5 separate regions of the Mus musculus genome follow, and all the other regions are linked to region 2. A link is a contact called in public Hi-C and promoter capture Hi-C data. All regions are on one chromosome and are shown on one strand. The core of a region is the stretch at or near the end of the contact, and the rest is flanking DNA. Distances in the headings are between cores, read along the strand shown. Region 1 holds the start of Ccdc28a (coiled-coil domain containing 28A). Region 2 holds the start of Ifngr1 (interferon gamma receptor 1). Region 3 holds the start of Hbs1l (Hbs1-like (S. cerevisiae)). Region 4 holds the start of Hebp2 (heme binding protein 2). Region 5 holds the start of Myb (myeloblastosis oncogene).

Evidence for each region. Promoter capture Hi-C pulls out the DNA fragments that hold promoters and counts their contacts. A called contact is a pair of places that touch in the nucleus more often than the background predicts.
Region 1: a contact with region 2 is called in a promoter capture Hi-C map of liver, with 6 times the contacts expected there. The contact joins the promoter of Ccdc28a here to the promoter of Ifngr1 in region 2. A contact is called at or near these places in 3 of 39 promoter capture datasets (hippocampal neurons, liver and pre-B cells), 1 of 484 Hi-C or Micro-C datasets (uterus) and 1 of 115 datasets of contacts at active chromatin or transcription factors (microglia).
Region 3: a Hi-C map of muscle stem cells shows a contact between it and region 2, with 3 times the contacts expected there. The contact joins the promoter of Hbs1l here to the promoter of Ifngr1 in region 2. A contact is called at or near these places in 3 of 39 promoter capture datasets (the 3T3-L1 cell line, liver and pre-B cells) and 1 of 484 Hi-C or Micro-C datasets (muscle stem cells).
Region 4: a contact with region 2 is called in a promoter capture Hi-C map of hippocampal neurons, with 4 times the contacts expected there. The contact joins the promoter of Hebp2 here to the promoter of Ifngr1 in region 2. A contact is called at or near these places in 2 of 39 promoter capture datasets (hippocampal neurons and liver).
Region 5: a promoter capture Hi-C map of embryonic stem cells shows a contact between it and region 2, with 5 times the contacts expected there. The contact joins the promoter of Myb here to the promoter of Ifngr1 in region 2. A contact is called at or near these places in 4 of 39 promoter capture datasets (embryonic stem cells, liver, neutrophils and 1 more).

The regions. Positions count from the first base shown.
Region 1 is chr10:18,230,921-18,236,925 of GRCm38.p6, forward strand. Ccdc28a (coiled-coil domain containing 28A) reads right to left here and starts at 4,061. Exons shown (of 6, transcript NM_144820.4): 1 at 3,932-4,061.
Region 2 is chr10:19,588,126-19,593,422 of GRCm38.p6, forward strand. It overlaps Ifngr1 (interferon gamma receptor 1), which reads left to right and starts at 3,824. Exons shown (of 7, transcript NM_010511.3): 1 at 3,824-4,072. The coding sequence starts at 3,961.
Region 3 is chr10:21,293,394-21,298,588 of GRCm38.p6, forward strand. It overlaps Hbs1l (Hbs1-like (S. cerevisiae)), which reads left to right and starts at 2,586. Exons shown (of 18, transcript NM_019702.2): 1 at 2,586-2,783. The coding sequence starts at 2,741.
Region 4 is chr10:18,544,532-18,549,969 of GRCm38.p6, forward strand. It overlaps Hebp2 (heme binding protein 2), which reads right to left and starts at 1,545. Exons shown (of 4, transcript NM_019487.3): 1 at 1,163-1,545; 2 at 547-682. The coding sequence starts at 1,264.
Region 5 is chr10:21,156,919-21,162,785 of GRCm38.p6, forward strand. It overlaps Myb (myeloblastosis oncogene), which reads right to left and starts at 4,066. Exons shown (of 16, transcript NM_001198914.1): 1 at 3,778-4,066. The coding sequence starts at 3,800.

The DNA of each region.
Region 1 (6,005 bases), core at 2,811-5,310, 1.4 Mb before region 2:
TGATCAAGGGGGAAGGGCCCCTTGTGTGTGGAACCATCTTTGGGCTGGTAGTCTTGGTTCTATCAGAAAGCAGGCTGAGCAAGCCAGGGGAAGCAAGCCAGTAAAGAACATCCCTCCATGGCCTCTGCATCAGCTCCTGCTTCCTGACCTGCTTGAGTTCCAATCCTGACTTCCTTGGTGATGAACAGCAGTATGGAAGTGTAAGCTGAATAAACTCTTTCCTCCCCAACTTGCTTCTTGGTCATGATGTTTGTGCAGGAATAGAAACTGTGACTAAGACAAATTGGTACCAGCATAGTGGGGTATTCCTGTGACAACCTGACCATGTATTGGGGAGGACTGTGGAAGGACTTTGGAACTTTGGGCTTGAAGATCCATTCGTTGTTAAGAGCTTTGTCAGATGTTGTGTAGGAGCTTAGAAGATAATGTTGAGAACAGTGCAGAAGATGGAGGCCTGGCTTGTGAAATTTCAGAGGGAAAATTAAAGACGCTTTTCAGGGCCATTGCTATTTTGATTGGGAATATTCTGTGGTTCTGGTTAGCTGGGGCTGAAGAATCAGCTGTGATTAACAAGATAGCAGAACTACTAAAACGAAACTTTTGGGCTGGAGAGATGGCTCAATGGTTAAGAGCACTGGCTGCTCTACCAGAGGTCCTGAGTTCAATTCCCAGCAACCACATGGTGGCTCACAACCATCAGTAATGGGAATCCTATACCCTCTTCTGGTGTGTCTGTGTACTCATATACATAAAGTAAGTCAATCTTTAAAAAAAATGAAACTTTTGCATTACTGGGACTATTGATGCTGGTTAGCTGGAGCTAAGAAATTAGCAGTGATTAAGAAGAGAACAGCATCATCGAGGTGACATCTTCTGGGAAGTGTTTTTTGAGAGCACAGAAGCCGTGTTCCAGAGATAACCAAAGTTGTACCTCATGCTACAGTGGGACTTGGTAATGTGTAAGAGTCACCCAGGTGGTACTGGTTTTGAAGGCATAAAGGGGTCACACAGAGCAGCTGAGGCTCAGCACTGTGATAGGCCAATGAAGGCCATTGGTGAGGGTGCAGCCTCAGTGGCAATTGATGGCCCAGGACTGAAGGGGTCATGCAAAGGATTTGAGGCTTAGCACCGTGAAGAGAGCCTATGAGAGGCTATTGTTAAAGCCAAGTTACAGTGGAAGACAGCAACATTTTAGAGAAGCCAGTACCATGAGATGACTACCAAGAACCACAGCAGCAGTGGAGTACAGGTGGCTGGAGCCTAGAAGACAACATGTGTGCTACAAAGGGCATGGCTGGAGAAGTGACCCAAGCCCTTGGAGGAGCTCAGAAGATCATGAGTCGGATCCCAGACATTGGATGGTTGGAGATTGATTTTTGCTTTTGATTGTGACTGTACCCTGATATTTTTCCCTCTTGAAGGAAGTTTTTTAGTGAAGCCCACAGTTAAGAGACTTTAAAATTTAAAGTACTTTGTATTTTAAAAGATACTAGAACTTTTAATATGTAAAGACTGTGGGACTTTTAAAGTTGTTTAGATCTTGGGGATGAATAAGAACTAAGGGTTGAGGCTTACTAGTGATGTGTTTGTCAAGTTAACAAGGGGTCAATTGTACTAGCTAGTTTTGTGTCAACTTGACACAGCTGGAGTTATCACAGAGAAAGGAGCTTCAGTTGGGGAAATGCCTCCATGAGATCCAACTGTAAGGCATTTTCTCAATTAGTGATCAAGGGGGAAAGGCCCCTTGTGGGTGGGACCATCTCTGGGCTGGTAGTTCTGGTTTCTATAAGAAAGCAGGCTGAGCAAGCCAGGGGAAGCAAACCAGTAAAGAACATCCCTCCCTGGCCTCTGCATCAGCTCCTGCTTCCTGACCTGCTTGAGTTCCAATCCTGACTTCCTTGGTGATGAACAGCAGTATGAAAGTGTAAGCTGAATAAACCCTTTCCTCCCCAACTTGCTTCTTGGTCATGATGTTTGTGCAGGAATAGAAACCCTAACTAAGACAATAATGTTACTCTCTTTAAACATACCAGAAGAGGGCATCAGATCCCATTGCAGATGATTGTGAGCCACCATGTTCAATTCTGGGAATTGAACTCAGGATCTCTGGAAGAGCAGCTAGTGCTCTTAACCGCTGAGTCATCTCTCCAGCCCTGTCTAATAATTTTTTAAAAAGCATTTTCTCTATTCACACATCTTCTAAGTATCTACTGTCTCTCTTCTACAAGCCAGGCACTGTCGTCAGTCCTGGGAAAGCAGCAATGAATTAGCCAAAGCCCTTAACCTCAAGAGGCCACCATTATATAAGTGACCAGTATAAACAAATCGCCCATGTAACTCCTCAGCCTCACTGGGCCTTTATCTGGCCTTTAGATCTCCCTTCTAAACCATACTCAAATACATGTATAATCAGGGCACCAGCGGACTAAGCTGCACCTTGAAGGCTTACATAATATACATTTTATTTACATGCTATTAACCACCACTCCTAGATATCTCTCTCTCTCTCCCCCCAAGGTGTCACTATGTAGCTTTGGCTGACCTGAAATTTGCTCTGTAGACTCAGCTGGCCCGAACTCATTAAAGGCATAGCTCTATCCCTCCTGGGATTAAAGGCATCAAAAGTGTGCACAGCTTCACCTTTTCTTTTTGAAAAACAATTCTGCTCTATGTCCTTGGCTGGCTGAGAAATTACTACGTAAGCCACGCTGGTTTCCAACCTGTGATGATCCTTCTCCCTCGGCTCTTGAGTGAGTCCTGGAAGGATGGGCATGTGCCACAAGTCTAGCTCTTTCGATTTGAATTTTCTTAATTCTATTATTAATTTATCACAAAAAAGTGTCAGAAAATGCATACCTGTTCCCCCCTTCAAATCGTTAACTGCACTATGAATTTAAAAAGATTTACTTTATGTATGTGAGTATAGTGTTACTCTCTTTAAACACACCAGAAGAGGGCATCAGATCCCATTACAGATGATTGTGAGCCATCATGTGGTTTCTGGGAATTGAACTCAGGATCTCTGGTCGTTTAAAAAATACTGTGGGGCTTAAGAGATGGCTCTGCAGTTAAGAGCACTGACTACTCTTTTCGGAGGTCTCTTTTGATTTCCAGGCCCAACAATGCTGCTTATGACAGTAACTTCTGTCCCAAGGTATCCAGTGCCCTCTTCTGGCCTCCAGGGGCACAGTGTGCACCTGTACACAGTCATCTAATAAAATTTAAAATCTAAAAGTGTTGAATTTAGTCCTGCCATGACTATTTTAAAAGACTGAAACTGACTTCTGTCACTCCTAAAAGAATTAGTCGGGAATTATACAGGTAATTTATTTTTGTTTTGCTAGCTGATGTGGGTTTTTCTTGGAAAAGGGTACAGCATTCAGTCTCTTGTCTCAGATACCAAGAGCGAATCCACTTGAGTCATTCGGGAATTGTTTAGCTGTAATACAGATTAAATAAAACTTTGAAGATGACGGAGCAGGTTTCCAAGAGATGAGGATCTGTATAATTGGTGATACATATAAACACGCTAACCTTCAAATCTATGGATGCTAATACACATTTGGTAACAAAAGAGGAGGAAAAAGCAAAAACCAGTTAATACATAAAGCATCGCCAATAAACCAATGGTCCCCGAGGGACCAAGCTTGCGATGTCCTCTTTTCTGAAAGATAACATCTGTCACAAGACCCTGAAATCCTTCTTGTATGACAAACACGAGGGACCTTTCCAGAGGGGACGAACTGCTCACGGTTGAATGTCAGGCCTCGCTGCCAACCAGAATCACCAGAGGTGCCTCTGGACTTTGCCTCATTCATTTCCCTTCCGCAACCCAGCCCTGCGATGACCCATCTACACTCAGCGGTGACCAGAGCAGGTGCTGAGGGGCTCGAATGAACAGGTTGCGGGGTCCCCTTACCCCATTACATACCGGAGGGAGAAAAGGCTGTGGTTACCCTTCCTCGGCTAGGAAAAGTAAGAGAGCGTTCAAAGCCTCCGCCAGGGCTGCATCAAGAGCCCAGCTCGTCTGCCTGGGTCACAAACCCAGGCAAGCGCCCTTTGTTTACGGAAGTGACGTAATCTGGGCGGGGCCCTCCGAGAGGCGAAAAGCCCCGCCTCTCCCAGGTCCCTTAGCGATGCTCGCGTCTCTGCTTTGGGCTCCGTCTTCCCATAGCCGCCTTCAGGTATGGCTCCAGCGGCTGCGGGAAAGAGGAGTTGTTGTTGGCCACTCCACTTCTGCCTGTCTCATGGCCTCATGGAAACTGGCTGTATATTGTCCTCACCGGAAGCGGCCAGCCACCTCGGTGAAGGACCGCCCCATGCACTGCAATTCCCAGCATGCCTTTCGAACAAATCGAAGGCGGAGCCTATTGTCCCCTTGCGGCGGATCCACACCTCGGATTGGCTGCTTTTAGTTTGGCTTGAGAAGCGGTATTGGGTTCAGCATCCCTGATGCTGTGCCGCCAAGTGTGATTCTGTAAATAGCCAGTATCCAAGCATTGCAGTTGGGTGTGGTGGGGGTGGGGTGAGTGCGTTTAGGTTTTCTGTGTACCTGTCTGTCTGTCTATCAGTCTTTCTTCGTTTTCTTTGCCTTTTTTTGACCAAGTCTCGTATAGCCGACACTGCTCAGGAACCGGTTATGTTGTTGAGATCTTCCTGCCTGCGCTTCTCATACGGGTATGTGTCACTCGTCCCACTTTACCTCACTACAGTCCTTTAAGGTAATGTCAAAATCCCCGTTTTAGAAGTGATTCTGAGGTCGGGCGTGGTGGCGCACGCCTTTAATCCCAGCACTTGGGAGGCAGAGGCAGGCGGGTTTCTGAGTTCGAGGCCAGCCTGGTCTACAAAGTGAGTTCCAGGACAGCCAGGGCTATAAAGAGAAACCCTGTCTCGAAAAAACCGAAAAGAAAAAAAAAAAAAAAGAAAGAAAGAAAACAAATGAAATGATTCTGAGATTCAGAAAGGCTAATCAGACTTGCTGCCTGACTCCCCACTTCATCCCCGGGATTAGGAATTGAGGGCTAAGAGAGAAGGCTCAACCCTAAACTAAAGAAAACTTACCTTTCCCTCCTTGATGTGGATGCCTTCTCAGAGGGAAGATGGGACTTTTTAGATTCCGACTTTCTTAGATTGAGGTGACCCTGTCCTTCAATCTCCCCATTACCTAGGGAGGAAATTGTGTCTAGAGATTATATTGAGACAGAGCAAAAATGGAGTTACTAAGTACTTAAACTCATACTATGAGATGTTCTTCCATTAGGAAAAACAAAACCAAAAACTTGGAATTCTTAAAAAAAACAAACCAAAAAACAAAACAAAATAACAAAAACAAAAAACCCCCACAGATACAGCATTCATGGTTCCAGTTTCCAAAGTGAACACGTGTTAGGTTTCATAATTTGGTATTTTTAGGGTAAAGAACTTGAACTTAAGAAAAGGCGGAATTCTCCTGTTTGGCATCTCTGAATGGTTGTATTTTGTGAATTGATCTACAACTTGGTTTTTAAGGAATGTCATGGCCTAGGTTCTACTTTTATAAAATTATGCCATGAAAGAATGAAAGAGGGAAAGCAGTTTGGGAGCAGGCCACAGTGTGGTGCTATATTGACTTGCTTCGGAGCTGAGACCTACATGGGAAAGTTATCCCAAAAGCGATGCTATTGTTTGGCTATCTTTGTAAAACTTGGTGCCTTCTCTGCTCTGAGATGAGCTCTAAAACACTACTGAGAGATTGGAGAAGAGCTCTCCAGGGCTGAGGACCCCCAGAGACTTCTTGAAGGGACAAGTGGGCTTTTGGAGAGCTGCTGGGAACTGAAAGTACCAGGAGGATCCGCTAGGTGAAACAGCCGTGAGTGAGTAGCCATTTCTCAAGAATGTATGTATTGTGTCATAGAAGAAACAGTAGGGCCTGGGGTGGGACTTTGGGGGAGCACTGGCCCAGCATGCTTGAGGCCCTGGGTATGAGTTTTGTCACCAAAAGAGGCAAAACAGTGAATCCAGAGGAA
Region 2 (5,297 bases), core at 2,574-5,073:
TAAAACCCTTCTCCTGTTATACACAGGAGCCATCATGTCCTGGTTTTTCATTCAGTGTGGCTTTCCTGTCTCACAGATAACTGACTGTGAGGTGGGGGCTAATGTGACACAATCACACATCAGCATGGCAGATGAGAGGGGTATGCAAGGCAAAAACAAATAATGCGTTTCTTAGTGTCAGTCTGATATGTAAACACTCGGAATCCCCTTCGATGACCTGGTTATATTATAGCCAACCATAAATTAAATTTTATATTCTTTCACCTATATCTCTCTATAAGCTTGGGTTTTTTTCTTCTTTTGTTTATTTGCTAAAGACTAATGGGTTGCTAGACACTTGTCTATGGGGTAGGAGATGTGCCAGTGAGGGAAACAGTTGTTCTTCCAGGAGTAAAATTAGACAACTGAAAGAATGTGTGTGTTACACATTTATTCACATATGAACTTCTTAAATCTCATATTAAGTCCCCTTTTGTGCTCCTACAACCCTGCTGCATTCTTTGGTAATTACAATCACAATTTCAATAATTATCTGTGGAGATCATGTCCCCTTATAAATATACATTTTGCAAAAAAACATAATGTATATATAAAACATGTGCCTTGAGTATATATAATTTATAGTGAGCTCTCTAGATAAACACTATGGCAAAGAAAAAAGTTAGATATGGGTCTGTGTGGAGACAGAGGCCTGGAGAGTCATGTGGGGTAAAGGGTATTGTCTATAATCTATAGATTGATGGGGAGAATACAGAACTCTGTGCTGTAGCTACAGACGCTCAAGCGTCTGCTTTACAGGGGAAGGAAATGCCTAAATACAGTGTGTGCTACTCATTGTTGTAGCTCGGCCATGCTCGCTCGCTCACTCGCTCTTTCTTCCTTCCTTTCTTTCTTTCTTTCTTTCTTTCTTTCTTTCTTTCTTTCTTTCTTCTTTCTTTCTTTCTTATTTTTTTTCATGCTCTGTTTCTAAGCTTGTAATTTTTTTTATTTAGCCGTATTGATTTCCTCTAAGCCATGTTGAGTGTGGCCTTCAGACTGTATCTCTAATCCTGAGCAGCAACTCCACATATATTTTAGCTTTATATTTTCCACCCTCATCCCAGATTTTTTTTTCTTTAATTTAAAATCCATCCTGAGAGTACAGTGGGCACAAGCACATACTTGGAGAATCTCCACTGGTCTGGCTTTAGAAGACAAAGCACTGATCATTCATTCTCTTCTGTATTGGCTTTACAAAATTTCTATCATTGGATTTTTAAAATATATAGATTTTATTTATTTTCCTTCTAATTTTATTAGCCTATAGAACCTATTCCTTCCCCCTTAATCTCCTAATTAGTCTGATTAGCAGGCTACAATATTGTAGATCTCTTGGACTGCAGATATAGCCTGGTTGGTAAAGTACTTAGGAAGCATGCGCACAGCTCTGGGATTGCTCCCCAACACTGAGGAACCTGGTGCCGCAAGCATGCCTGTAATCTTAGCATTTGGGGGTGGAGACAAGACTAGCCAAAGCTCAAGGTCATCCCTGGCTATATAGTGAGTGTGAAGCCAGACAGACTGGCATACAAGAGCTCCTAACTCAACAAATAAAACCACCGAACGAACGCCGTTTATTCCTCCATTAAAATCTAGACTAAGCCAATCCTGCCCCACCCCCCACACGCACACGCATGCACGCACGCACGTCTGATACTGTAATCTCATTGTTCATCTTGAGAACTGGCACAACATCGATACTGCCCTTACAGTGCCTCTTCCTCAGTGGATACAAGGTCCATGGGGGCAGGTGCTGTGTCTGCCTCCCTCGGGGCAATATTTTACTGCATAGCTATATCTTGGGTATCCACAGAAGCACTCGGAAACACTTAACTCCCAAGCATCCTCTGCCTCCAGAGGACTATGGCAGTGCCTTGGAAGGAAGGATGCTCTGCAGGTGATATCTGAAGCTTTGTCCAGATCCTTCCTCAGAAATGGAAGGTTCAGTGCCATTCCCTCCCAGCCAGCAGGAGCGCAGCTAGTAATCAGCCTCAGCTGCCAGTCTTCTAGTGGGAGATGCTAAAGGCATGGAAGCCACAAATCATGTCCTGTTCTGGCTTGTATTCAGTGCTGGGAAGTTGCCGCTTCACTTCCTATACCCATGGAGGACACTCTACAAAGCCATCCCCACTTTGGAGCAATGTGTGAGGTTGACATGTCTTCACAATCAGATCTAGCTACCTCTCTTTTATCCCAGAGGTTTATCCCAGAGGTTTATCCCAGCAGCACTTCTCAAGGACTGTTTCCATCACTTCATAATCTGCTTCCTGGTAAGCCAGCCTGGGGCACATGGAGTCTCAACTACAACAAAATCTGCAAGCCGCATGGTGCGGTCTCTCCTACTCTATATTCCTAAACAGCAAAGTACAGTAATTTATCCTTGTGCCATACAATGACCAGAAATGCCTTTCTTGAGGTGCATATCAGATGCACACCCAAACTCTTATTCCAAGTACTCACATCTGTAGCACCAAGGGTGAGACATTTGCTGTGTACCTTTTTCAGAAATGCAGAAAACTGAAGTCTAACCTGAATCATATGTACTGAATCTGAACCTGCACAAGGTCACCAAGATTTATCCTGACGTCAAAGTCTGAGAAATGCTGGGCTATTAGCATAATTAATTCGTTAATTAATCAAGACAAATAACAAGCCTTAGCTGGTAACTCCAAGTCTGCAGAATGTCTTCATAACATTTTGCTTGGAAGACTCAGAGAATGTCATGCCAGTATCTCTCTCTACGGTATAGAGCTTGCATTCTAGGAAGCAGAGAAAATCAAATCAATATGCATATTGTAGGAGGGGGTGCAAATGTGTTATTAAAAATAAAGTGGAGTAAAGAGAAGGGGAGAGTGGGTTGCATTCAAATTCCTTGCAGACATGGTGATAAAAGAGAGCTGAGGCGAGTGAGGCAGCACAAGAGTGTTGTCTATAGTAAGTGCAAGGTCACTAAAGTGAATTTAGGGGAATGAGAGAGATTTAAACTAACCGGTGCGGTCAGAGAGGCAAGAGGGACGATCTCTTGATGAAAGACTACTTAGTGATCCGCCCTTTGACATTTCATCATTAAAATGGGCATGTGCTTTTTGTGGTGGTAGTTTGTTTTTGCTAAGAATAAAGTGCTAGCCAAGCACATTGGATTTGCGTTGTGGGAGTCTGAACAAACTGTCTTGAAAACCAGAAGTTTAAGTTCCGCGGACAAAACTGGTGGGAACTGGAGAAGGATTTTTGTAACTTCTCTAACACCTCAGGCTCCAACACGCCTCATGCTGAGGGATGAGATAAGCATGGTGTCTGGTTGTGGACTGAGGCAAAAATCTCCAACCCCAGGTTACTACATAACCAGAATGAGGAACTGAGGAAGGTAGTGTCAGGCTGAAGAAGGTAAGGTTCCGGTCAGAGTTTCAAACGTATCCACAGTCCAGGTCCTGAATACAGAGAAGAGCCCACAGTTTCAAACCTCAGGCTAGTCCACCCCTTCTCCAACTTAGTGAAACTTCTCCGCCCACGCAGCGCACTGCCTGGCTCCCCAGTCCAGACCTCGCCTATAACCATGTCCTAGTCCACTTTAGACCCGCCAAGACACGCCTCCTTGTATAGACCCCGCCTCACATCCCACCTCTACTCCCAACCTCCAATCAACTCTAAGAGATTGCGTATTGGTCCCGCCTCTCTGGCTAGACCCCCGCCCTGAGTCCGCCCCTGAAGAGCTGCCTTTTAACCCTTTGCCCCGTGAGGCTCCGCCTCCCACTTAAGCCACGCCCCTCAGTCCCAGGCTGGTCTCTCAAGCTTTGGTTTTGGCCCCACCCAGCTCCCCGGCAGGCCGCTTGCGGACTTGGCGACTAGTCTGCGGCGGACGTGACGCCAAGGCCAGGCCACGGGCAGCGCGGGTCCCCTGTCAGAGGTGTCCCTCGCGCAGGAATGGGCCCGCAGGCGGCAGCTGGCAGGATGATTCTGCTGGTGGTCCTGATGCTGTCTGCGAAGGTCGGGAGTGGAGCTTTGACGAGCACTGAGGATCCTGAGCCTCCCTCGGGTAATCTCTCCGAGCCGCTGCGGGCTGGGGCGGGAGGCCAGGCCGGAGGCGCCGGGCTGGGAAGTCCCTGCGTTCCTGCTGCGCCGCCCTGGGCAAGGCAGCCCCAAGGGGCCCCGGGGGCTCCGCGGTTTACACGCCGCTTTCGCCTCTTCTTTGCCGACACAACACAAATCTGTGGTCTGTTTTACAGTTAGTTTCCACGGCAGCGTTTGGCATTGTGTGTATGACTTACAGACTTTATTTTCAATCTGTAGTCGGAATCCTCTGAAGGAAAAGGGGTGCCAACGGATACTAAGAGATTCTGATTTGTTTGTTAGTCTGGCGTTTAAGTGTTGAGATGCAAGGGTTCTTCTCGTAGCTTAAATCCTCAGAGCCTTTGATTTCAAATGATTATATATTCCCAGGACATATATGCTGGGAATAGTTCCTCTTTATGATTAGAGCTCTAGAGACAGCAATAAAACTTTTCATGCCCTTCCAGTCCCTAATCGTAAGTATCTGAGAAGTTCCCAATCTCCAGCTGCTGGAAGGCATGGGGAGACCTCTTTAACTCTCAGGCGAGTTCCAGCTCTGAACCCCTCCTATGGTTTCCAGGAGCTTCAGTTAGGCGTGCAGATTCCAATCCTGCCTTGACCTGATTTTCACAGTAGCTAGGATGTAACCACCTAGATGTCAGATGAAGGAAATGAGGTGCATGTTCAAACTGAAGTTCCACTGAGCTATAGAGAAAAATGAAATCATAATTGCAGAACAGTGGAATCAGAAAAAGTGTTAGTTGTGTTACACAGCCAGATTAAAAAAGACAATTACCATGTTTTCTTATGATAAATCAACCCCAGAGAAGTGTGTGTAGGAAATCATGAGAGGGGAGGAAGAGATCTTGAGGAAGAAGAGTTTAAAACAAGCAAAAGCAGGGTAATAAAACTCATGGGACATTAATGTAGAAGAGAGGACTCTTGGGGGAGGCAGGTGACCAGAAACAGAGAGCCAGGAGCAACTAAGGAATGAATCAGAAGCAATAATGGTATGTATGCAATATGTATGAAAATGTCTTATTAAAATCTTGTGCTTTCATAATTTAAAATTTTAAATTAAATATAGGATGCATGTATGGAAAAAAATTAAGCAAACAAATCCTTAGACATCCCTTAGGATAGACATGGTACCAAGGGCTAGGTAGATGAATTATAGTTATGACTTACTGAATGCTGGGCACTGTCTATTT
Region 3 (5,195 bases), core at 1,336-3,835, 1.7 Mb after region 2:
GACCTAAAATATGTCCTGTTTATGGTTTTCAAAGTTACTCAGTACCACTATCAACAGGAAGCTTTCAAGTTTTATCTTTTGCTGTGTGTCTTAGGGTTTTATTGCTGCAGCAAAACACCGGGACCAAGAAGCAAGTTGGGGGAAAAGGGTTTATTCAGCTTACACTTCCACATTGCTGATCATCACCAAAAGAGAGCTAGGACTGGAACTCATACAGGGTATGAACCTAGAGGCAGGAGCTGATGCAGAGGCCATGGAGGGATGCTGCTTACTGGATTGCTTCCCCTGGCTTGCTCAGCTTGCTTTCTTATAGAACCCAGGACCACCAGCCCAGGGATGGCACCACCCACAGTGGGCTAGACTCTCACCTGCTTAATACTTAACACTGCCTTACAGCTGGATCTCATGGACATATTTCTTCAACTGAGACTCCTTTCTCTCTAGATTGTGTCAAGTAGATACAAAACCAGCCAGTACAGTGTGTTAAAAGACTCTGACCAAAAAAAACCCACAAAAACAAAAACCAAAACCAAAAAAACAACTATGGGAGGAAAGGGTTTATTTGGCTTACACTTCCAAGGTTGTTTGTTTGTTGGTTTTTGTTTTTGTTTTGTTTTGTTTTAAGATTTATTTATTTAATGTATATGGGTACACTGTCACTGTCTTCAGACACACCAGAAGAGGGCATAAGATCCCATTAGAGATGGTAGTGAGCCACCATGTGGTTGCTGGGAATTGAACTCAGGACCTCCGGAAGAACAGTCAGTGCTCTTAACTCATCAGTCGTCTCACCAGCCCCACACTTTCAAGTTACAATCCATCACTGAGGGACATCAAGGTAGAAACTGAAGCAGAGACTGAAGCAGGAACTACAGGTGCAACTGCTTACAGGCCCGCTCTTCTGCTCATGCTTGGCTTGCTTTCTCTTACAGCCCAGGCCCCACTACTAAGGAGGTTGCCCTGTAGAGCAGACTGGAAACTCTTTGCATCAATCAATCAAGACATTGCCTCACAGGACAATTCTGATGAGGCAATTTCCAGGTGACTCTGAGTTATGTCACCTTGCCAGGGAAACTAACAAGTGTAAATAATATACCATTTTCAGGAATCAATACAGAACAGACTGGTCCACACACCCAAGTTATGTGTCATGTCTGAGGCAGGATTGTTTTCTTATTCACCCTACTAGTTATGTGGTCGGTTTATAACTCATTTACTTCAATAGCCGCATCAGTGACTTGTAATTAACAGCATTCACGTTTACAGTGGGATAGAAGCTGACCCTGGTTTTTAAGTTTTATGTACGTGACGTTGAGACAGGGTCTCAACAGTGCTGGTTGGCCTGGAACTCCCTGTGTAGCCAAGGATGACCTTGAATTCCTGGTCCTCCTGTCCCTGTCTACAGAGTACCAAGATTAAAGGAATTGAGCCACCAGGTCCAGCACATTTAGTACTCTTTAGCACTTAATGTCCTGTGCTAAGTCCTCTTACATGGGCAAATATTATTTATGAATTTGATAATGTATAAGATAATATCTTCACTTACAAAGAAATAGGCTGCAATGTGGAAATTATTTAAAGGTATAAAATAAAACACTTAAAAATCATAAAATTAGCATCTACTTTTTTTTTTTTTTGTCTATAAAGTTTTGCCTTGGAGCCATATGAAACATTGTGAGTTAAGAACACCATTGGGTAGTCAGTCAGAACTCAAATCTGAGCCCTTTACAAATATGGATTTAATTTGTGTTATCCTCATTGTTGTGGATTAGAAAAGCTGAGTAAGGTGGTGTTAGACATTCGCCTTTGATTCCAGGTCTTGGCATTGAAAGCACAAGCTACAATAAAATGGTTTGTTCAGTGTGATAATAAGGTTGATGTTTTTTACACAGCATTATTAGCCTTATGTTGTATGAAACAAGGATGTTTAATAACAGGTTATAGATTTATGTGTTATTATTACATCATAAGCACCCAAGGCTAGTTCTGTGTCTGAAAAGCTGTACTAAACACCCTTAGCAAGTTCACATATTTATGTATTCAATCAATGTCTAAGGCTTCCTTCTTAATTAATTCGTGCTAATGAAATATTTTACAAAGCTAAGGTCAGACAGTTGTTTACCAGAGCTGTTAATGAATTTAATATGGAGCCCATACCTGAAGCCATGAGTTACATGCGAAGCATATTGACCCAGTGTGGCTACATTTCAAAGCTAAAATTACTCATTCAAAAAGTTCCCTCTACAGCTTGGACTAATTATTATGCCAAATTTACACGTTTATTGATTGCCTATAGTGTTTACTAAGGCTTAAAAGCTGAAACAAAGTCCTTGTTTTTACTGAGCGAAATAGGCAGCTTTTCAGATGATCAAAAACCAAAGTTGGGAAATAATCCTGAAAACCGGTGTAGGTGAAGGATCCCGCTCAACAACCCTCTGGTTGCTTCATTTCTGGCCTTGAAGTCCACGTCAGTCAATTCGCTTGTGGGCGGGACCTCGCCCCCCCCCCCCCCCCGCCAGTTCGCGAGCGCGCACGCGTTCCCGGGAGGCCCGCAGTGACCCCGAGAGCTTGCCGTCGCCAAGTGCGCAGGTATGACGTCGCGCATGCGCGGACGCTCGGCGCAGAGGCCTGGCGGAAGACAAGATGGCGCGGCAGAGGTGTTCCGCCCGCGGTCTGCGCCTCGTCGGTTTCTGAGCCGAGTTTTTCTGGAAGGGACGGCGGCAGGCGCCGTCTGTGCGCGATGGCCCGGCATCGGAACGTCCGGGGATATAACTACGATGAAGGTGGGTGGTAAGGCCGCGCCGGCCGTGACCTTAGCTCTTCCAGCTGTCTCCATGGCCGCTTTACATCTCCCTGGAATCGAGCATGGACCCCGGAGCCACGCTCGCAATGGGATCTTCGGCGGAGAGGGAGCGGGCGGAGAGCGAGCAGGACCTGAGAGGAACACCCGGGGAGGAAGCCGGCGTGTTGTCTGCCTCCTAGCTGAGCTAGTTCACCGACCGGGCAGGGGTGTAGCATCTCCAGGGCCCATAGGTGTGGCGAGGTCGGGATCCGATGCTGTTCGTATCCAAGCGTCACCTCTTCTTTCCCTGTTTCCTGCGGGGATCCCGCAATGAGTTCCTGACGTCTGTCTCATAAGCCCTCCTTCAGACAAGCCCACGAGGCCGTAGTTAGAAAAGAGGCTGGCTTAGCGCTTACCTGCGGCCGGCCTACTACAAACGTCAGATTTATTTCGTTGTCCCCGTGTCCCTGCGTTTTTGACTGCTCCATTTTTTTCCAACGGATTTCAAAACTGGGGACGTGAGAAACAGAAAAGATTCTTGTTTAAAAGGGCTCAAGAAATTGGGTCGATTTGCTGATGTTCAGGTGTATAAATTCAGTTATTGGCAAACAGTGCTTAATGTAGATTGATTTTAAAAAGGAAATGGAAAAATAACACCAGCGGGGAGGTCATGAAAAAGGGACTCGCAGTTTGTTGGCATTGAGTGGATGATAATAAGCATCATTTAGCATCACAGAAGCTAAAAATAAACACAAATGTAAAGTGATGCAAGAATCCTAAAGACCTGCTGCTTTTTAAAATGGAGAAGATGCAATGTTTACGCAGGCGGTTGTTATTAACACCCCCTTTGGGGGGATTGTGAGCTTCAGTGTCCTCAACAGGTTTGACCAACCAACAACCTGGGCTGCATCTGGAGACTTTGACCCAGTCTGCCTGGAATATCTTACTTGGCAGGCATTCACTGTAAGAATACATAGTGTCTGTATAAAAGGCCTGGTGGACCACTACCACTAAGAAATGACTTTAGTCTGGAAGAGATTGTGTAGCTGTGAAATAAGGGACATTTATTACCAATATATTTCCTCAGCCAGTGATAATTGACTATTTAAGGGTACTGCTTAACACATGAGGACTGTTTACAGTAACAGCTGGTTAAAGCATGAGAGATTCCACAGTGTGATGACAGTAATATAGAAACGATGCAAAAGAGAGGGTCTAAATTAGAAGGGAAGGGCTGGGATTTCTGTGTAGCCTCTGAGTGCCGAATACCTTCTTACCTTGGCTACCTGAGGTCAGGTTTGATTCCTTTGTAACAATCAGTGACATCATAAGCAAGCGTAGCCTGTCTTGGGATGTTCCTCCCTTCCTGTTCATAAAAGTTCATTTTCCATTTTCTTCTTCCCAGTTAGGCTTCCTTTTGGGCTTTCAGTAATTAAAACTTCACAAAAGTATTCTAATTTCATTAGAGTTAGTCTGTGGACAAAAAACCTGTTGGCTCCTCTGTGTAACACCTGCGTTACTTTACCGTTTAATTCCAAGTACTTTTCAGGACTGCCTCTATCTATAGGTTTTTGTTTTGAGACAGTTTCATGTAGCCCCTGTTGGACTTGTCATCGCGGTATAGCCAAGGGTGATGAACATAATCTTTCTGCCTCTGATTCTGTCTCCCAAGTACCAGATGATGGGCTGGCAGGCCTGGTTTATACAGTGCTGTTGGAACCTAGGACTGTGCATAAAGGGAGAGCAGCCGAGCTATGTTTGCAGACTCTCTCCCATAGTTTAACAGCCTTTAATTGTATGTCTGCTTCAGGCGTGGTGGGATACCTTACGTGTAGTAAATCCCTCCAATGTTTTGTTGAAGAAGTGAAGCACTTTAGGAAGACCACGGGAAGAGTTCTCTTCATATTTGTATATTGTCATGCTTGAGGTTCACCGAACTAGCAAAAGTGATTTATAATATCTAAAGATGTATGTTTTGGGGTTATGAGTGAAATTTAAATTTGGGATTACATTCTGATTTAATTTAATCTTACATGTTTTTATCCAGTTAAAGCAGTCACACAAATTTTCTTTGCCACAGCCCTTGGTCTTGGCCTTTAAGCATGTTGTTCCTGCTGCCTGCATGCCCTAGAAAACTGGCTACCTCTGTCCGTTAGAGTTGGTTTGGATGTTCTCTTCCTGGGGAAGTTCTCATTTTGCTCATGTGTGTTCCCATATGCTCCGTATTTCATGATGCCTAATCTTCGTGGAGTCTGTGATCACCCTTTTCTGGTTTGTGAGATTTTTGGCATTAAGAGAACTGGGAGTGTGTGCTCTTCTCTTAAGTACTGAAGTGTCTCCATAGTAGCCTCTGCTATAAATTTATATATGTTCCTTGCAGTTTTAAAGTCCTTTGATTTGTTAACCTATAAAC
Region 4 (5,438 bases), core at 295-2,794, 1.0 Mb before region 2:
CCCTTGATATGTCTCATCTTTTTGTTTTTGTTTTTCTTTTATAAAGGGGTAGTGGTAGAATGACACATTACTCTACATTAAACAATTTTCTGTAGTGTTTTCTTGGGTTAATAAATTCTATATTTTTAAACATAAAGAAGAAATCACAGAAAACATGGGCCAATTATTTTTCTCTATATCTCAGAAATTGTGGTCCTAAGGCGAAGAGACTTGCAAAATTACACACACACACACACACAACTTGAGGCTCATGCCCTTGCATTTTCCTGTCCCTTGATATCACTATTAGAGGCATTTGGCACAGGAAAGGACTTCTCCCTAGGTAGAGTCCCATTTCATCTAGGAAAAAAAAAAAAAAATGAGGAAAGTATAGACCTTGACAAGCAGAACCCAGCAACACTCTACTGTAGCTACACTAAAGTTCTTGAAGCCAATCGTGAATAAAAACATTAGAGTTTCAGTCATCTGGTTATTCGTCTATTACAAAACAGAATTCTTCAGGAGACTAAAACTCAGTAATCGCAGCATCTCGGAGGCTACTTTTACCTTTCTCATTTTTGCCTTGAATGTAGCCATTCAATTTTGTGAAACCAGTCTGGATGGCTGAATCCCAGTCCAGGGACTCCACGCAAGTGCTGACCCACTTAGCCGGTCCGTAGTGCCGGATCTCATAACTTCCTGGCTAAAATGGTACAGAGAAAACTTAAGAGAAGTAACTCATGAACTCATGAACAAGCAGCAACTCATGAACGTCAGGAGGTGAGAGTCCCCAATACAGGAGAGCTGCAACCCTCTCCCCCCAAGGTCTAGCCTGAGGTTCCCGTTCTTTAGGACAAGCATGGACTCTCCTGAGGTTTCCCTACGGGTTGGAGAGCAGATACTGCCCTAAGGACAGATTACAAGCTTTTCTTAAATCGAAGCGCTGGGTCTGTGTAGTAGTAACCAGTTTCTCCCTACCCCACCCGCTCCGCGGACAGGAAGTGGATGTATGACTCTCTCCTGGGGTCAGCTAAACAACGCATCTCCTGGTTCGCGCAGATCTAAAATAGTATATATATATATATATATATATATATATATATTTTAACTTAACTCTAGGGGACTCTTCATATCACGGTAAAGTAGCCCAGATGAATCTTTGCGGGCCCTGGAAGACGCCTACCTGGGGGTCTATGTCCTCCGGAGCTTTCCAGCTCGGCATCTCCAAGGCCTGATCCTCTGAGCCCTCGGCCACCCCGAGGTCTGGCTCCGGCTCCTCTGCCATGAGTAAGGGCAGCTTGGGAGGGGCGCGCCCTGTTTGTGTTCACCGGCCACCCTGTTCTGAGTCCCCTCCCCACCGGCGCACGCTCGGCCCTGCAGCCCTTACTGCGGGTCCGTAGGACATTCTCGGTCTGAGCCACAAGGCGGCGTCGCGACCAACCTCAGGCTTGCGCCAGCCCTGGCCACACCCCTCTGCAGGGATAAGGTCAGGATCAGCTAGCTGATCAGACTGATCAGGATCGGCCGGCTGGCCCTGGGTCATCTAGGTCCTCTGCAGAGTCCCTCCCACCTAGCTGATGTTTTGCAGAACTGGATTGTGGGCAGTGGTGGGCGGAGGACTGAGCAGCTCCTAGCTCGGTTTCTGTGGAACCAGTCCGGGCACCCATTCAGGGAGCCTCTCCCTACATTGAAAACGCTGCCAGCGCCTCTGCAAAATCAGCTTCCTCCCCACCCTCACAAAAGAAAATCGCCTGCCCCAAGACTTCGCAGCGGAGCTCCAAGACCTCTAGCAGCTAGCACTCAGGACTCTGACTCCTGCTGCCCTTAGATCCTGGAGTCCAAATTGGGATCCGCAGACTGATTTATACTAGAAGGGCAGCCAGGGCCCACAGTTTTCAGGTTTGCTCAATGTGGAAAGTCAATGGAGACCCAGCATCTTTGGGGAGAGCAATGTGTGTGTGTGTGTGTGTGTGTGTGTGTGTGTGTGTGTGTGTGTGTGTGTGTGTTGTGTCTTGGGCTACTGAAACCATCTGAGTCCTCCAGTCAGCCCTGGAGGACGGGCCAGAGCACACACTAGTGCTCTTTAGATATTTTGGCTAGGCTTCATACTTTTTCCAAAAGATTTATTGAAATAAATTTATATATAATTCATCTCTTTTTTCTTTTAAAATGTTATACCGATATACAATTTATCTTGATCATATCCACCTGCCCCTCTCTCCCCTCAACTCCTGAAACCCCACTCTCCACCCCACCTCCACCCCATCACATCTTCCTTCCAAAATTCTTTGAGTATTTATTTAGCTCACTGGATTCAGCTAGTTCAACTCACATGCACTTAGGCTGGAGTCTATCACTGAGGCACTGAAAACCCATGCTCACACTCCTAAAAAGAAATGAGTCTCTAGGTCCCAGCAACCCGTTACTGATAAAGAATTCTCAGGAGTACTCCAGAGACATCCCTCCCCCATGCTGGAATTTTTTTCAGTTTTATTTTTAATTACATGTATATGTTTTAACATACCTCTACTATTTAATAAACCAGGCATTGTGGTGTACCCCTGTAATCCTAGAACTGTGAGTTTGGAAGCAGGAAACCCAGAAATTCTAAGTGACCCTTGACTACACACAAAAATTGAAGCCACTTGCCCCACCCCCACCCCCTCTTAGCTATATCCGAATGCCTCAAAAACAGAGAATCAGTAATAATAGTAAAGTGAACTACTTAATGGCTTTCAATTATATTTATGGAGTTTTGCAGCAATTACAATGCTAGCCCATCTTTTAATGATCTCCCCCCTCAGCCTTTAGCATGTTCTAAGCCCCTGTGCTAGTTAGTTCTGTTTTGTTTGCTTTTTTTTTTTTTTTTTTTTTTTTTTTGTCAGTTTGGCATAAATCCGGGTCATACGTGAAGAGGAAACTTCAACAGAGAACACACCTGCCTTCAACAGATTGGTTTGTAGGCAAGTCAATGGGGCATTCTCTCTGATGAATGATTAATGTGGACGGGCCCAGCAAACTGTGGGTGGTGCCACCTGGAACAACTGGTTCTGGGAAGTGTAGCTGGGGCTGGGCATGGTGGCATAGATGCTCTTAATGCCAGCACCACACTGGGGAGACGGTTAGCCAGATCTCTGTGAGTTGGAGGCCAGCCTGGTCTTTACAGTGAGTTCCAAGACAGCTAGGGTGGTGTAGAGAGACCCTGTCTTGAAAGAAAAGCAAAAAGAAAGGTAGCTGAAGGTGAGTCTGGGAACAGGCAGCACTCTTCCCTGCGTGGTCTCTGCTTCAGTTCTTGCCCACAGTTTGCTGATATCACTCAGTGATAGACTGTGGTATGGAAATGTAAGCCAAATAAACACTTTCTTCCCCGAGTCACTTTTGGATAGTGTTTTATGGCAGCATCAGAAAGCAAACTGGGGCACACCCAACTCCTAGAGCCATGCTCCAAGAAACTAGTAACTTGAACTTATCTTTGTGGTTTGATTGGAAACCAAAAACAAAATAAAGCAGAGGGGCCTACCCACCCTGCACCTCCCATCCTGCTGATTGACCACGGGTCATCTCTAGAAAATGTCAAAGAGCCAGGATGGTGTAAAAGTGTCCCAGATTTACTGAGTCCACGCCTAGCGCTCAGACACTTCATATAGAAGAACCACACTGTGGGATGCTCTGTGTGACTAACTGCCTTTGCTTAAAGTATCTTCAGGGTTCATGCATGTCATACACATTTTTTAATGGTCAAATAAGGATTTTTATAAGCAGTTTGTTTATCAATGTATGATGATTTGTATTGTTTCAACTTGGACTATTGTCAGCTTTTGTGTAGGGAAGGGTGGAGGAAGGAGGGGGGGGGGAGAGGGAGAGGATACAAATTGTATACAGGTTCTTGTGAACTGCTAAGTTGTTCTTGAACCATTTGATACTCTATTTACCTGCATCCTCTCCAGTTTTCCTGTAAGTATTTTGTGTATATACAACTTGCTTTGTAGATGTGATTTCTATTCTTGGAATTCACTGTTTTACAGTGTTTAATTCAGCGATGTTTAACAAATTCACTCAGTTGTAAACCCAGCACCACTATCAAATCCCAGAATATTCTATCACTGAAAAAAAGAGATCCTATGAAGTTGAACGGTCCCTCTCATCTGTGACCCTGTCCTCTTCCTCATCCCTGCCATCCACTGAGTTACTTTCTACATCTGTAGATTTGCCTCACTGAGCATTTTGAATCAATAGAATCAGATAGTGTATGATTACATAATCATCGGTATGATTATATAGACTGGCTTCTTTCACTTACTGAGAGAACTAGCATTTTCAAGCTCGATCTGTGCTATGGCATGGACCAGTCCTCTGTTCTAGCTCACCGCTGGAAATTAACCCATTTTTTGGACCTGGTAATTTAAGCTACTTTCCTTCTTTGCCCTTCCCTGACTAAACAACTGTGGAAAGAGCTCTGGCCATAAGCCAGAGTTCTAGTTCTATTTTAAATCTATTATTATGCAGTTAAGCTTGAATTATTTAGTGAAAAACTCAATAATGAGTTTCGACATAATTTTTTTGTTTGTTTGTTTTGTGTTTTCGAGACAGGATTTCTCTGCATAGCCCTGGCTGTCCTGGAACTCACTTTGTAGACAACGCTGGCCTCGAACTCAGAAATCCACCTGCTTCTGCCTCCCGAGTGCTGGGATTAAAGGCATGCTCCACCATGCCCGTTTAATTGCCTGTTTGTTATCAGATTCGATCTATGGTTTAAATTGGCTTCCAAAATTGGGAAGTGTAGCCGTGAATTAGTTAAACTGTTTTGGTCCCCAGTGGTTCCCTCCTTCAGCCACCCGCCAGAGCCCTCTGGAGTTGCAAATGAAAGACGCGCACGCGCGCGCGCGCACACACACACACACACACACACACACACACACACACACACACACACATGCTGGTACGTACGCATGCAAGTTAATTCTGTTATGCCTTGGCTAGCTCAAATAAGGCTACTAACCCTTTCCCCGACTAGCAAACACTCCCCTCCAGCATTCCGGAGTTAACATTCTTAAAAATCTTTATTTCATTTCTGCTACTCCAGACCCAATCGGAGAAAGAGCCACTAGAGCCAATTCTTACAAGGCTGGTACGTCCCACGCCCCCTCTCTTCTTCCTCCCCTCCCTCTCCCATTCCCGGGAATCCTGGGAATCCTCGGTCTTCCTACCCAACCACTACCTGCTGGCATCTTTATTTACATATCGGAGCCAACTGGGGCCAGCGGCTTTCATGCAGACACATGTGAGCAGTTTTGGGGGAGAAAATTAACATTATAACACAAGCAGCATTAGGCCATGTAGGGCATCAGACGTGGGGAAATCAAGGGAGTGGGAGAAAACCCTCGTCCTGTCAGAGTTTCGGTGCTCTGGGCAGGCGGACAAGGGAGGACTGATGCATGCTTTTCACTCGACCACGAGTG
Region 5 (5,867 bases), core at 2,816-5,315, 1.6 Mb after region 2:
TAGTCTGATAAAATAAAAAAACCAAGACAGAATACATTCCAAAGTATAGTTGTGATCACCTCTTAAAGACCATGGCACTAGGGGAAAAAAAAATCAGGAAGATTTTCAAGACCTGGTAAAGGAGACATCCCTCAAACTGTTTTGTGATTAACATAAATTGCAAATCATTCAAACGCCGCCCGCCCGTGTCTACTCTACCTAAGCTGTGCTTGTGTTTACAGTGCTGTCTCCTGAGTAACTAAGCACATGGCCAGGGCACTGGCTATTCAGACTCCTACTTACTCTTGTTTTCTCTGTCTCTGAGTGCATGGAGTCTAAAATACCTTACAATGTATCTAATTAAAAACCAAGGGGTTCCCCCAGATGAAATCTACAGGTTAAAAAAAAAAAGACTGTTTTCAAAACAGCCTTTTCTTTTACCGGGTTGAGTAACAGTGTGAATTTTGATGGCAGCTGAAGGAACTCCAAACTCATCAATCATATACAGAACAGAGTAATTCTGCAGTTTAGTTTTTGTTATCACTCTATAAGACTTAAAATGTGAAGAATTTTACACTTAACAACTCCACTTAACAAACTCACTGTTGTAAAACTGAAAAACCTATCGAACCAGCAAGATGATATAAGACAACATCATAATGAAAATTATTTTTAAAAGGCAAACTTACATTCATAATAGGATTTGTCTTTCCAGACGAACTCACTAAATGTATATTTCTAGCCCCCTAAAAGTTAAGCCAAAGTGTTTACCAAACATTGGGATTTTCATCATCTAAAATATTATTCTGAGCCTCAAACTGATGGCTCAGGCTTCATGGTGACAGGATGTGATCTAACGTTAAAATAACACCACCAAAAAGAAAAAAAAATCCCAGGAAACTTTATTCATGATCTGCAATATATTTTTCCACTTAGTGTAAATCCTTTCAACCAAAAGCAGTTTTATTTCCAACAGTAAACAGGAGGCGGCAAATAACTTCTGTGCAGTAATAATTACGATTTTCTCCTTAATATAAAACATGGTGTTGTGAAGGGAAAAAGAGTTATGAGGCCGGAACTGCAAACCAGCCTCTTTGGGTGACAATTCCCTTTTGTTAAGGAACTTGGAAAGCTCTCAGGATGAAACATCCCTTTGTGAAGTATCAGGGATACCAAGAAAGCCAACGGGACCTGAGAGTGGAGCCACCGATTTAACTCTCATTAGATTCGCCTGTTAGGCTTGTCCAGATCTGGAGGTGTCACTTTCAGCATTGTGGACATTTTCCAAGCAAATTTTCCTCTGGTCAAAACTTAATCTAAAAACAAGCATCACCCTCAGTCGCCCACAGGGGGCAGTCAATAGTCAGGTGAGGGAGAACTGGGATCACACAGGACCAGGGGGTCTAGGAGCAAAGTTCTAACAGCCCTAGTTGTCCACGCACCTAGTCGTTTGATTTGGACAAACCCCCCTCCCTCTCGTGGATCCCATCTTACACACTAGGGAGGGGATTCTATGTTTAAGGTACTTTCCAGAGGCATGCCTCTACTGTCTTCTGTGCCTCTTAAAAAGCAAGCCCTGGGCAGATGTGCAAAGCCAAAGTCTTGGGGTGAAATGTGGCGTGTGACTCTTGCAGATCTTGAAAGGCTGTGAGAGGGAGCTGGGCGAGTCCAGGATTCTGTCAGCTTTGACAAGGGGCTTGCCTCTGAGCTCTGCATGCCATTTCCTTGCTCTAAAATGACCTGGTCGCCTCGGTAGCATGATTAATTTCGACAAAGGACCCGAAATAACTTTTCCTTTATCTGCTCCGACAAGATCTCAGACCCAACAGTCAAAGGACTTTCAAAGGCTGATTTCAAGCTAGATGCTCTCGACTGCTCCACCTGCGAGAGCCGGTGTGGTTACAAGAGTACAACTATGAATGTTACATTCTATCAAGGAAACAAACCGTGCAAAGAAACGAAAAAGAACACTGGGGGGTTGGGAAGAGGGAGGGGGACCGGAGGAAGTGCCTGTGGCCGCTACGTGATTCTAGAAAAGGGGTTCAGAGTCATTTCGCTGACCTGGTTAATAATCCCTGCCGAGTTGACGCTAGCCCTGCAAGAAACGGCTCCGAGCCCGCAGCCGGGTTTCTCTTCCCCCTGAGTCAAGTTCAAGGCTCCCGCCCCTCCCTGCCGCCTCCGCTCCGGGCTACCTGCGAGCCCCAGGGAACCTGCGCGGCCACGCCCCGACTGAACCTTGGGGCGGCCAGCTTGGGCCGCACCTCCTGGGAGCACCCCTTCCTAACTCCCTCCTCCTGCTGCAGGTTTCAGCTTTCTGCAGAACAGGTGACCTGGGTGCGGGCGGTTTAGGTCCCAAAAGCGAAAGGCGAAACCTCTTAAAGGGTGGCACTTAGGCTGGCGCGGCAGGCCCGGGGCCAGGCACTGGGAGCCAAGATTCAAGGTCTCCCCAATTCACCCCCTTCTTGTTCCGATGCCCAGCGGTTGCCGCTCCCCGCCTGGCCCATCCCGAGGGTGCGCGGCAGGGCCCACGCCCACGCTCCTGCAACTTCCCAGAGCCCGCGCCCTGCATGGCCAGGTCCTGATGGCTCCCCCCCCCCCCCAAAAAAAAAGAAAGAAAGAAAGAAAGAAAGAAAGAAAGAAAGAAAGAAAGAAAGGAAAGAAAGAGAGAGAACAGATTGTTTAGCGAAAATCAAACCACGAGTGGAAAGGCGGGCGCGGATAGACTGTGTCTCCGCGGACTCCCCCCCCCCCCCCCGAATCTTCCTTAGGGTCGGTCGGTCGGTGGCTTTGCCAGAGGCGGGCCACCAAAAGCAGCTGGAGCAGAGTGCTGGGAGCAGCGGCGACCTCAGCTGCTTCCACGTGTGCGCGGCCCAGGAGAAGAGCGGCGACATCGCCCGGGGTGCACTGCAGCTGCCTTGGGTGCCGCCTGCCTCCAGCACTTTGCGCCGAGTGGCGACCGCCACCGAGCTAAGCCCCGCATCTGTTGCTCTCTGGGAGCCCCGGCGTGTCCTCGGGAAACCCCGAGTCGGGCCGGACTTGAGCGCCAGCAACTGACAGTTCCGAGAGGATCCCTCTTCCCGAAGGTGGGGCCAAAATGGAAAGAGAGTGCACGCATCATCTCGGCCGGTGCGGTGACATGTGCGACGCGGGCGCGTGCAGTGTTTGCAAAAGCTTCTTCCATAACAAGTACAAGAATCTTCAAACGGCTGGGTTTAAAACAATCTGCAAACCCATTTTGTCCCCCTAAAATCTTTGCAGCTGCCTGCCTGTCAGCTGACACCTCTCTCGCCTCCATAATGAATGAATGAAATTTAAATGAACTACCTGCAGCTACTAAACAACCCGGCCTTTCCCTATATCTGCCATATGCTCTTCAAGTGCAAACACACCTCAATGCATGCAGCAATTAGGCTGCGACTCCCTCGCCGACACTCGGGGCATCAAGCCAAACACCTGGTGGGCTCCTCGGGTCTGATGGAACCGTTCAGTCCTCGGCTGAAGAGTGCCGAGCCCCCCCCCCACCCCACCCCCCAAAGAGAAACGAATCCCCGAGCAACTTGCAAAAAGAAAAAGAAAAAAGAAAGAAAAAGGGAAATAAAATAAAAAAGAGCCTCAGGGCATGCTTCCCACTATACCCGTGCGCTTCTCGCAGAGTTTTCCATTCATCCTTCTCCCGAGTGTCTTCTGCCACTGGCTGACAGCCCCGCAAACCAACAGGGAAGGCATTCCCACCTGCTCCGGGATGCCTGGATCCCCGCGCGCCCTAGCCCGAGGCCGCCCTCTCAGCCTCCCCATTACCTGTGTCGGGGTCTCCGGGCCATGGCGAGGCGGGCCGGGGCTCCGCCAAGAGCCCCGGGGACCGCACCGGTTGCCGCCTCCCGCTGCCCTCCGCCTTGCCTGCGTCCTCCCCCGGCTGCGCAGCGGCGCTCCGCACCGCCGGGGCGAAGTTTCTCCGGAGAAAGGGGAGGAGAAGGAGGTCACCGAGGAGGAGGAGGAGAAGGAGGAGAAGGAGGAGGAGGAAACAGGTTGATATTAAAGTGTAACTCTGTAAACAGATGCCATCAAACAAAGAGGTTTGGACACTCCCCCTCCCGCCAAATCTGGCGCCCCTGCAGTGCGCACGCGCCCTGCCCGCCGCCTCCGCGGTCGCCCGAGCTGCAGCCCGCCTGGCCGCCGCTCCCATTCGCCTCTCGCGCCGCGGAGCTGCTCCTGGCGCGCAGCGCGGCCGGGACGGCGGGCGGGCGGGGAGCCCGGGCTGGGGAGGGGCGGCCGGGGCCGCGGTGGCGCCTTTTCCTGCGCAAACCCCGCTCCGTGGCCGGGTGGCGCCGGCTCACACCGGGTCCCGCTGTTACCGCTTTCGGGGCTACGCGGTCGCTCCTCTCCGTAGGCTCCGGGGCTCCCGAGCCCGAATCAGCAGCGCTTCCATTCAAGGGCACCTCGATGGGGTTGGGTGACACACTTCTGCCTTCAGGGTTTCAACTGCGCCCCGACTTCAACACACCCGGGAGCAGAGAGTGTGAGGGATGATCGGTTGAATAGAGTGAGCGTACTTCCCCAACCCCCAACGATTTTTGACTAGGTCCAGTTTTTCATGTTTTAATTTTAAAGGGACATCTTTAATTCACTGGTAAGCGACAAAGGATACTTAAATACAGTCAGCCCTGTGGCTACAGCCTTTGACAGATCGAGCCCCGGGCTCATTTTTCAATCTCCTCCCAGATCCTGCAGCCCACACACCACCGGCTTTTTGTCATAAGCCCTTCCTCCCTCACTTAGACACACGCCGGGCCCACCCACCCTAGGAGGTGCCTACCACGCACTTCTGCCTCTGCAGAGTGCGCTCGGGTCCTGGGTCCTGCGTCAAACACTTGCTGGACAAACCTACTGGATCCCAAACAAACAACCCCTAGCAGTTCTCAGGAACTTGTGCACTCCTGATTCATTTTTTTTTTAAACCAAACCCATACCACTGGTTCTCAACCTGTGGGTCCCGACCCACTTGGGATTGCTCGACTGTTATCTTGTACGTTTGATATATATCTGATCTCTACATTATGATTCATAAGTAGCAAGATTACAGTTATAAAATACTGATGAAAATAATTTTATGTTTGGGGCCACCACATGAGAAACTTGTATTAAAGGGTCGCAGCTGAGACCCTTTAAAGGAAGGCTGAGAACCATTGAGCTAAACAGTAAGGACCCTGTTGGGTGTAATTTGAAGAGTTTACCAGCCACAAGTCAGCGAAGGTATCCCTGTAACTTTAACTACAGGTTCCCAAAGGAGCGATGTGCAAAGTGCTGAATTTATAAGGATTGGTGATTGGGGGATTTCAGGGGACTTTCAGTGTTACTTCTGTTTATAAATCAGTACCCTTGGGGATTTTTCTTTTCATTCTCAATACACACCAATTTATTTTGCCTTTAATCTTTTAGGAGTTCAAGACTTGTGCTGACTGGGTGTGTGAGTGTCCCAAGTGCTTTAGGGGTTCAAACATAGCTCAGAAAGCTTTTTTTTTCTTACTAAAAAAGCATGTTCTTACTGAAATGAGTCATAATTTTATTAAATTGTTGAAGCAAGCTGAGTTTCAAGACTTTATCTGGTGTTTGAAACGATGCTTCTTAAAATTAGCTATATCGTTTAATCTTTATGAAGACATTTCAGAGCATGCTCCTAAGGGTTTACAACAGTTTCTTTAAAATAAGAAGAAAGCAGAAAGTTACTGTGACACACTGCTGCATGGTTACAAGTCTCTTGCAACTTAATACACATTTGAAGCCAATACTTATGTGTAGAGTCTGTAATGAACTTTCTGTGCACTAACAATAAGTACTTACCAAGTCTATGACAAACATCTAGGAAGGACTCACCTCTCAAGGGACAGCAG